Regions from separate parts of the Macaca fascicularis genome. Here region 1 is linked to region 2. The links are chromatin contacts, called in public Hi-C maps. All regions are on one chromosome and are shown on one strand. Each heading gives the region's core, a stretch centred on a gene start, on an enhancer-like site or on the middle of the called end of the contact. The rest is flanking DNA. Distances are from core to core; before and after follow the strand shown. Region 1 holds the start of COX18 (cytochrome c oxidase assembly factor COX18). Region 2 holds the start of ANKRD17 (ankyrin repeat domain 17).

Evidence for each region. A called contact is a pair of places that touch in the nucleus more often than the background predicts.
Region 1: a Hi-C map of liver shows a contact between it and region 2, with 2.3 times the contacts expected there. The contact joins the promoter of COX18 here to the promoter of ANKRD17 in region 2. A contact is called at or near these places in 2 of 2 Hi-C or Micro-C datasets (liver and skeletal muscle).

What each region holds. Positions count from the first base shown.
Region 1 is chr5:60,913,909-60,917,940 of T2T-MFA8v1.1, forward strand. It overlaps COX18 (cytochrome c oxidase assembly factor COX18), which reads left to right and starts at 2,093. Exons shown (of 5, transcript XM_074039889.1): 1 at 2,093-2,577. The coding sequence starts at 2,393.
Region 2 is chr5:60,725,656-60,729,904 of T2T-MFA8v1.1, forward strand. ANKRD17 (ankyrin repeat domain 17) reads left to right here and starts at 2,124. Exons shown (of 33, transcript XM_045392508.3): 1 at 2,124-2,689. The coding sequence starts at 2,285. LOC141410304 (a long non-coding RNA gene) reads right to left here and starts at 1,798. Exons shown (of 2, transcript XR_012434879.1): 1 at 256-1,798.

The DNA.
Region 1 (4,032 bases), core at 843-3,342, 190 kb after region 2:
TGTTGCTTTTGTTTTTGTTTTTGTTTTTTTTAAGAGACAGGATCTTGCTCTGTCACCCAGGCTGGAGTGCAGTGGCGTGATCATAGCTCACTGCAACCTCAAACTCCTAGGTTCATGTGATCCTCCCCACGCAGCCTCCCAAAGCACAGGGATTTACAGGCGTAAACCACCATGCCCAGCCTTGTTTCTTCTTATGAGGGCACTTACCCAATTCGAGAGCTCTACCTTTAAGACCAATTACCTCCCAAAGGCCCTACCTCCAAATATCATCACCTTTGGGTTTCAGAAAAGAATCTGGGGAGGACAAAAACATTCAGTCCATAGCAAGCTCCATTCCTGTGTTTGGCACCATGATAGTTAAGAATTACAGAGACTGCAGAAAGAAAATGTAATACATAGTCTCTTCTTAAGGAATTTAAAGTTGAGAAATTAACTGACATAACACTGATATCAAAGACTGGAATAAGCTAATTATAAATGTTGAACTTTTAAAAATGTTTTAATACATTGAACAAGTTCATTTGCAAAGAGGATTGACAAACGATTTCAGTTGGTTCACTCAATAGTTGTAGATCATTTTATACTGTACTCTGAAACAAAAGATACAAGATAATCACAATGTTGTATAAACAGTGCCTATACATTAGTAGTAACACTTTCTTTTGCATTGGGCTTTAAAATTGACAAATACTTCCCCCAACATCCTCTACCAAGTAGATAGCAAGTTCTGGTCATCCCTATTATATGGATTAAGAAATGTGTTTATACAAATATATGAAATTAGCAGAAACTAAATATTCACAAATTTTATTTAGATCACAATATTCAAACTTAAGGAAATACTTTAAAATAAGAATGTAATATATGAACACAATACATAGCAAAAAATGTGTTCCCACACTAAAGTCTCATTTCTGACCCCTGATACAACTCCACAAAATTAAATCTTAGGAAATGAACAGCTTACAGCTTTTTTTTTTTTTTTTTTTTTTTTTTTTTAAGAGATGGGAGTCTTGCTTAAGACTTTAAGAATTTAAAAATTCATGTATAGATATATCAGTCAGTTTGGAAAGCACATGAATTCCAGAATCCTGAGAAAGTTATCGTAGGGTACCCTTGGTTAGGTGCACAGTGAAGGGCAAACGATAGCTGCCGTTTGACATTACCCAACATTTGTTGGAGGCTTCTTTTCCTAAATAAATAAATAAAATCAAGGTTTACTCCTCACAACATATTTTGGTATGTAGTCTAGGGGTGACCCTTCGGTGGGGAAACTCCTCCACGACATTCCATTTTGTTGTTTCCAAGAACACAAAAGTAAAAACTATATAGTTCATGTAGATTCAACGTATTCCTTTTAACCAGAAGACAGCCAATGCTGCTGTTCGGGCTCTCTAAAGCTTATATAGGATACAAGTAAACTCCAGTGAGGAATTCACCGTACTGCCAGTGAACTGCCAGTGACAGTTTCCCTTAAATGAAGAGACGACACTTTTATCTTACTGTAAGATTTTGCTGCTATTTACCATGGAAGACAAAACATCGAAGAAATTCAGTTTGCAGGTGGTGTTCAAAATACTAACTGGAACAGATGGGTCAATTAAATCTACAAGAGACTGAACTACCCCTCGTGCTTTAAGTATGCTTATTAACACTCAGGGTCAGCAAGAAACATGCGTCTCTCTACAAGCCGGCACTTTAGCAACGTGTGACTCGCGTATTATAACCTATCGTAATCGCTAGCGGAAGCAATCAGGTGCACGTAAAAAGGTTGGGGATCAGCTTCTGGTCACAAAAAAAAAACACCGAGCAAAGATAATTCCCCTACAAATGACGATTAGCGTTAGTGAAAAAGAATGGTAAGTTACACGGTGAAGATGAACTTTGCAAGGCGAGCGCTCCCTAGAGAACACCCAGCCCCGCGGAGGGCAGCAGGCTCCACCCATGTCTGCAGTTTTGGTCCGGCCTCGGAGTAACCACCCTAGCAGAGGGAAGTTTCGCGTGTGCGCAGTAGGCCTGCCCAGTGCCGCGTGGGAAAGGCGGGACCTTCCTATCTCTTGCGTCATATCAACTGCGACGCAAGACGTCACCGGCTTGACTGGGAAGGTCAATCGCGGCTGCAGGCGGATACGCCCGCGCTTTATGCCCGCTGTTGCAGAAGCGTGCGCGTTAACAGCTTTGGCTGGCTGGTGTATGTCGGCAGGATTGTGAAGCCCGGGTTCCGGGCTCTGCCGTGGTGCAGAAATGCTGTGCCGACTCGGCGGTCGGTGGCTGCGGCCGCTCCCTGCCCTGCAGCTGCGGGCTAGGGACCCGGCGCTTGCGCCGGTTCCTACGAGCGGCGCCAAACGCCCCACTCTCTCAGTGTGGGCAGTGGCACCAGTCTGTGCAGTCCATGCGAACGGCTGGTACGAGGCCCTGGCCGCGTCTTCGCCGGTGCGGGTTGCGGAAGAAGTACTGCTCGGCGTGCAGGCCACCACGGGCCTGCCCTGGTGGGGCAGCATTCTGCTCTCCACCGTGGCCCTGCGGGGTGCTGTCACGCTGCCTTTGGCCGCCTACCAGCACTACATCCTGGCCAAGGTGAGGGGCGCCGAGCCGTGCGCGTACCCTGCGCTGCAACACCTGCGGCGTAGGAAGGCCGACATTCACTCAGGGTTTTCGATCCCACGATGTTGCCTGCTGCAGTGCTTAATGCTTAATCATCGTGACCATTTCATTGTGACCATTTTAGCGTTAAAAATAATTTAACTAGCATTAGGTGTGTTAAATATTTTGTGATACATGTACCTGTCATTTCGTTTGTCCTACTGGATTTGTACTCCAAGCACAAGTGGTTACTATACTTGCTCTCGGGAAACGGAGTCAAAGAAATCAGTCGCAGAAGAAATTGTGTTGGCGAAACCTATAAAATTCATGTCTTAAAAGTTTTAACAGCCAGTATGTCTGCAGCGTCTTTCGTCCCAAAGTATTCCAGCTGATCTTTTTTATTAGGAAGAAACTACTGGACTAACAGTTTGCGAACTTGATTCCTGTCCAGGCCCGACTAAGACTGTGTCTGGTCGGTCGCAGTCACTTGAACTTTTACTGCTGAATCCTTTTTTCTGAGGAATAAGGATAGCAGTACCTTCCTTGCCTACTTCACAACATTATCAGAGCAGGTCAGATAATACGGGTTCAAGTGCTTGATTATTCAAATGGGATATTTCAAAAATAGTGGCTTTCATGTTTTCAAGTTGTGAGCATGGGGGAAAAAAACCGGAAACAAAACAGGAACGGAATCAGCAGCAACATTAAGGCAGTGAGCCATTTTACAGGAAGAATGAACACAGGGCAGGAATAAATGCTATTTTTGTTTTTGATTTGTGGCTATCGCAGTGGAAGGTTCTTAACAGACAGCTGTTTTCTCCGCTTACATTACTAGGAAATCTAAAGATGGAACAGTAAAGCTCAGGGTGCAGTTCTCATCTAATACTTATAACCCTGTGAAGTAGGTGCTGTTATATATTTTATGTGAGGGAACCTGATTTTAGAGGTTAAGTTACTTACCCAGGATCACATGGATAAGTATACATTGTGAATTTGGTTGTGACTGAGGACATTTTAAGCAAATTAACATCTTGTGCTTAGACTTAAGGTTTCTTGACATGATCAGTAAACTACATTTTTAAATGACTCGAGGGAATAATGTGAAAAATTCTGAGTTATTGTGAATAAAGATCTTTTATATGCTCATAACAAAACCTATTTTTTAGCTAGGTGGAAAATTTGCAGCCAGAAATAAAAGCTATTGCCAGGCATCTTAACCAAGAAGTTGTAGTTCGTGCAAATCAGTTGGGGTGGTCCGAAAGAGTTGCCAGGTAAGCAAATTATATCCATGTAAGAGCGCGCGCACACACACACACACACATAATTAGTGATGTTAATTATAAGTTTGAGTATTCTGTAGTTTTGGCAGTATTTCTTTTACATATATATATATATATATATATTTTTTTTTTTTTTTTTTTTTTTTTTTTGAGACAGAGTTTCGCTCTT
Region 2 (4,249 bases), core at 874-3,373:
TTCTTCCAAACAATGAGATTACTTTAAAGAGAGTATTTTTGGTAGCACGATAGACACGGGAACTAGATTGCAGAGTGCTGACAAGTCAATTTCAGAAAACAAAAAAGACACTGAATGTAGAAGACTTTTTTTTTTGAGGTGGAGTCTCCCTCTGTCGCCCAGGCTAGAGTGCAGTGGCACGATCTCAGCTCACTGCAACCTCCGCCTCCCCGGTTCAAGCGATTCTCCTGCTTCAGCCTCCTGAGTATAGAATACTTTTTAAGGAAAGAAAGTTTGCTTGTGAAGGAAACAACTGAAAGCTACAGAAGAATTAGTTAAGGAACCAGAATTTGTAGAAGGTTGACAACAGAAAAGATAATTACTGGATGAGAAAGAGGGGTATTGGAACTAGAATATGTATGAAGCGTTAATCTCACATATTAACAGTGAGTTTCTCATTCCTAGATACTGGAGAAAAGGAAATCTCAGGAAATTTCTAGCACTTGGAAAACTGTGAAGTTCTAAGTTAAAAGTCATATAATGAAATGGGCTGGGATTTAAAGACTGCAAAAAGTATTCAAGTGGAAAGGGAGAAAAAGATGCTGAAGAATATACAAAGCAGGAGGGAGGGATGCAGCTGAAATTATAAAATCTAAATCAGTAGTGGTGAGATACACAATGCAGTGCTTTGTTCTACACTGGACTCAGCAACGACTGTAGGAGAGGAATAGGCAGATGGTTACCACTCTGCATATATATTTACTATAGCAGTTATTACACTGTAAAGCCCCTGGAAACAGAGACTTTGATTCCACAAATTATGCACACAGTAGGCACATGATGAATTTTTGTTTGAATGAATTGATTTAGTCATTGCCAATTCTGCCATGGTACTCTGTAGAGTACTGGCAACTGCCCACATTTCATATGGTATGCCAATGCTAAAAAGAAAAAAATGCTAAAAAAAAAAAAAAAATCCAGGCATATTCAGCTAAACTTAGCAGTCTTAAAATGGCAACTATGTCAGCTGAGACATACTTTTAATCTTGTGCCAGTACATCTGTCTTTGATGTTTGCTTCATTTTCCTTATGCCACTATACTCCCACTAGACCAGAAAGGGATAATTCTGAGTTCAATGGGCTCCACTATCATTTCAAAAGTCCTGAAAGTTCTTTAGACACCTAAAAATGAACCCACAACCCCCATCACAATATTCCTTCCGAGAGAAGCATACTGACAATAATCATTATTTATGCCTGCTTCCAAGTTGAATCTAAGAGGGCCAGAAGAGCTAAATCAGGGTCATTCAGAGAATCGTCTACAAAGTCTGGCACAGACCACGCATCCTTCCCGTGTCTTCCTCCCCTCGTAAACTTGAGGTGTAATGATCTTAGACATCTCCTAATCGACTGCCTTCATATTACACACGTGTAAACTCGTAGAGGATGTCTATGAGCCAAGCTTAAACTTAGGTAACGAAGGCTCTTTTCCCAACACGACGCCATCTCTCATGATCCAAAGCTTTATCTCTAGATTTGGCGGTCGAAAAAAACGACCAGGAATAAAACTACGTACAGCAGTCCAGAACGAGGCCCCACCTCCCGGATCTGGCTGACTGGCCTCCCGTCAACAAAGTGTCTGGACCGCGCTTCCGCACCTCACACTGCCCGGGGCCGGCTCCTCTCCAGCCTCCCCGTACTCCCCACACATCGTAGCACAGCGCGCCCGCGGGGCCCCAGACCCGGCCCTCGAAATCTCACTTTCGCCTTTCGGCCGCCCGCGCCCCACGGCTCAGGCGACGGCTGATGGCGTCACTGCACTTCCGCCTGCGGCTGCGTTCTAATCACAAGCCAGGAAGGAAGAAGGGAGGGCTGCAGGGCTGTGTGTGCGGGAAATAGAGAGGAAAGAGAAGAAATCCGGGAGCTCGCGGGCGCTCCGGCTGCAATCGCGCCCCCCTTATCTGTCCCCGCCGTTCCCCTTCGGAACGTGCCCCAGGCACACTTCCCCGGCTTTCTAGTCTCCTCTTCTCTGGTTCTCCCGACACCCGGTATCCCTCTTAAACGCCTCACCCCCTTCCCTTGCTCCCTCCCTCTCCCTCCCTCCCATCGTCAGGCTCCCCGCCCTTAGTATCGCGAGACGAGGTGAGAGCTGGCGGAGCGGCGGCGGCGGCGGCAGTAGAGGTGACCGAGGCGGTGGCGGCGGAGACGGCACCGATTGCTGTGTCGGCCCCAGTGCGGCCGAAGTCGCGGTAGAGCGTAGCCCCCACGCCCCTCCCCCGTCCGCGCCCTCCCTCTTTCCCTGGGGATGGAGAAGGCGACGGTTCCGGTGGCGGCGGCGACGGCTGCAGAAGGAGAAGGGAGCCCCCCGGCGGTGGCGGCTGTGGCGGGCCCCCCCGCGGCGGCGGAGGTCGGCGGCGGCGTTGGCGGCAGCAGCGGAGCTCGCTCGGCCTCGTCTCCTCGTGGGATGGTGCGAGTCTGCGACCTGCTCCTGAAGAAGAAGCCGCAGCAGCAGCAGCACCACAAGGCCAAGCGTAACCGGACTTGCCGACCCCCTAGCAGCAGCGAAAGCAGCAGCGACAGCGACAACAGCGGCGGCGGTGGAGGCGGCGGTGGAGGCGGCGGTGGAGGCGGAGGTGGCGGCGGCGGCACCAGCAGTAACAACAGCGAGGAAGAAGAGGACGACGACGACGAGGAAGAGGAGGTTTCTGAGGCAAGGGCCTGGTTTCCAAGGAAGGAGGGAGGAAGGGACTGTAAGGGATAGGGGCCGAAGGTGGGAGGGGACTTTCAGTGGGACAGATTCCAGTGGGTTGATCTCTTAGGGGCCAGGCTTTCGACTGCCCCCTTTCTTCCCTCGGCCTAAATCGTGAGGTGTGGGAATGTGGGGGAGGGTAGCTGACACGTGGGGGTGGGAGGACCACGGAGTTCACAGAGTTGGTGAACAGCCTGTTATCATGGCATGGCTCACATGGTTAAGGATGGAGGGAATTGGTTAGATTCCCAGTTTGCACGCCGGGGGGTGGGGGGGGGGGGTGATCTGCCTGGGGCCAGTAGGGCCACCTTAGTCTGGGACGGGATCGGGATCAAAGCGGGAGGAGTAAAATAATAGGTAGATGAGTCTCTTGGGGACCAACTAGGAGGTTGTTCAACTTCTCCCAGCTGTGAGATGGAGGGGAGCAGTTTGAGGGGGACGTAAGGTTGTAATGGACTCAGAGCTAAGTGTTTGTGTATGTGAGGGACACGTGAGAAGCTGTACTTTTCCATACTGTTCTGCAGGGTTTTTCGTAACTATCCTGGCTGCTGAAGTAACTTCACTTCCTCGATCTTCCAAGGATTTTCGATGAGCTGATGCTGTATTTGTATACATTTATCAGTAACTCTAAATAATTATAAATGACCATATACATTTGTAAGTGGATGAAAAATATATTTGATCCTTACACGTACATACATGTCTTCAAATGTCTCGTTAGTGAATTAGAATTAAGCTAGGACCTGTTGTCCCATACTATGGGACAGCCAAAGAGTCGGCTTTGGAGCCAGGCCTGGTTGTGGTGAGTTGGAATAGGAAGGCCTCTCGGTTTGTCCTAGTGATCTGGTTTCATAATAACTTTGTAATTTTTCTTGGGTCCACAGACAGGCGGCGTTGCAGGACCTTATTCCTCATAGAAGCCCTTACAACCCAAAGGCTCAGTAAAACATACCATACTGACAACCAACTGAGTTAGCTTTACTAGTTATTAGCTCTTTTATCACTCTCTTGTCTCCTTCCTGAAATAGAATCTAGAAAAATCTTTATCTGGAGAGGGAAATCTTTATCAGCAGAGGGAAAACAGCTTTGAAGACTGATTTTAAACTTAGTTCTAAGAGGAGACCAACTGATTCGTCTAGAACTAACACTATTTATTCTCTTCCACAAACATGGAACTTATTTTGATGCAAGTCTGGTTTTCTGAACATTGGATTTATTGAATCCTGGTCTCTGTTGAAATAGGGAAGTACCTTTTAAAGGATTTGACACATGTCTATTTGTAGAAGACCAGACTCTCTTTTATCTCAGACTGGATGAAGTTACGTAGGTAGAGATATTAAGTGTTCAAGTATGCATGACAAAAATATGCCCCTCCTTGTTTCTATTCCCTTTTAGCCTGTTGGATTCTGAGAATAGGTTTATATTGATAGACTTATATTGGCCTACTTGGATGTTTAGAATAGTGTGTTGCTCTGGCTGCATGTGAAACAAGGAAGAGAAAGATGTGATGGGATCCTTATC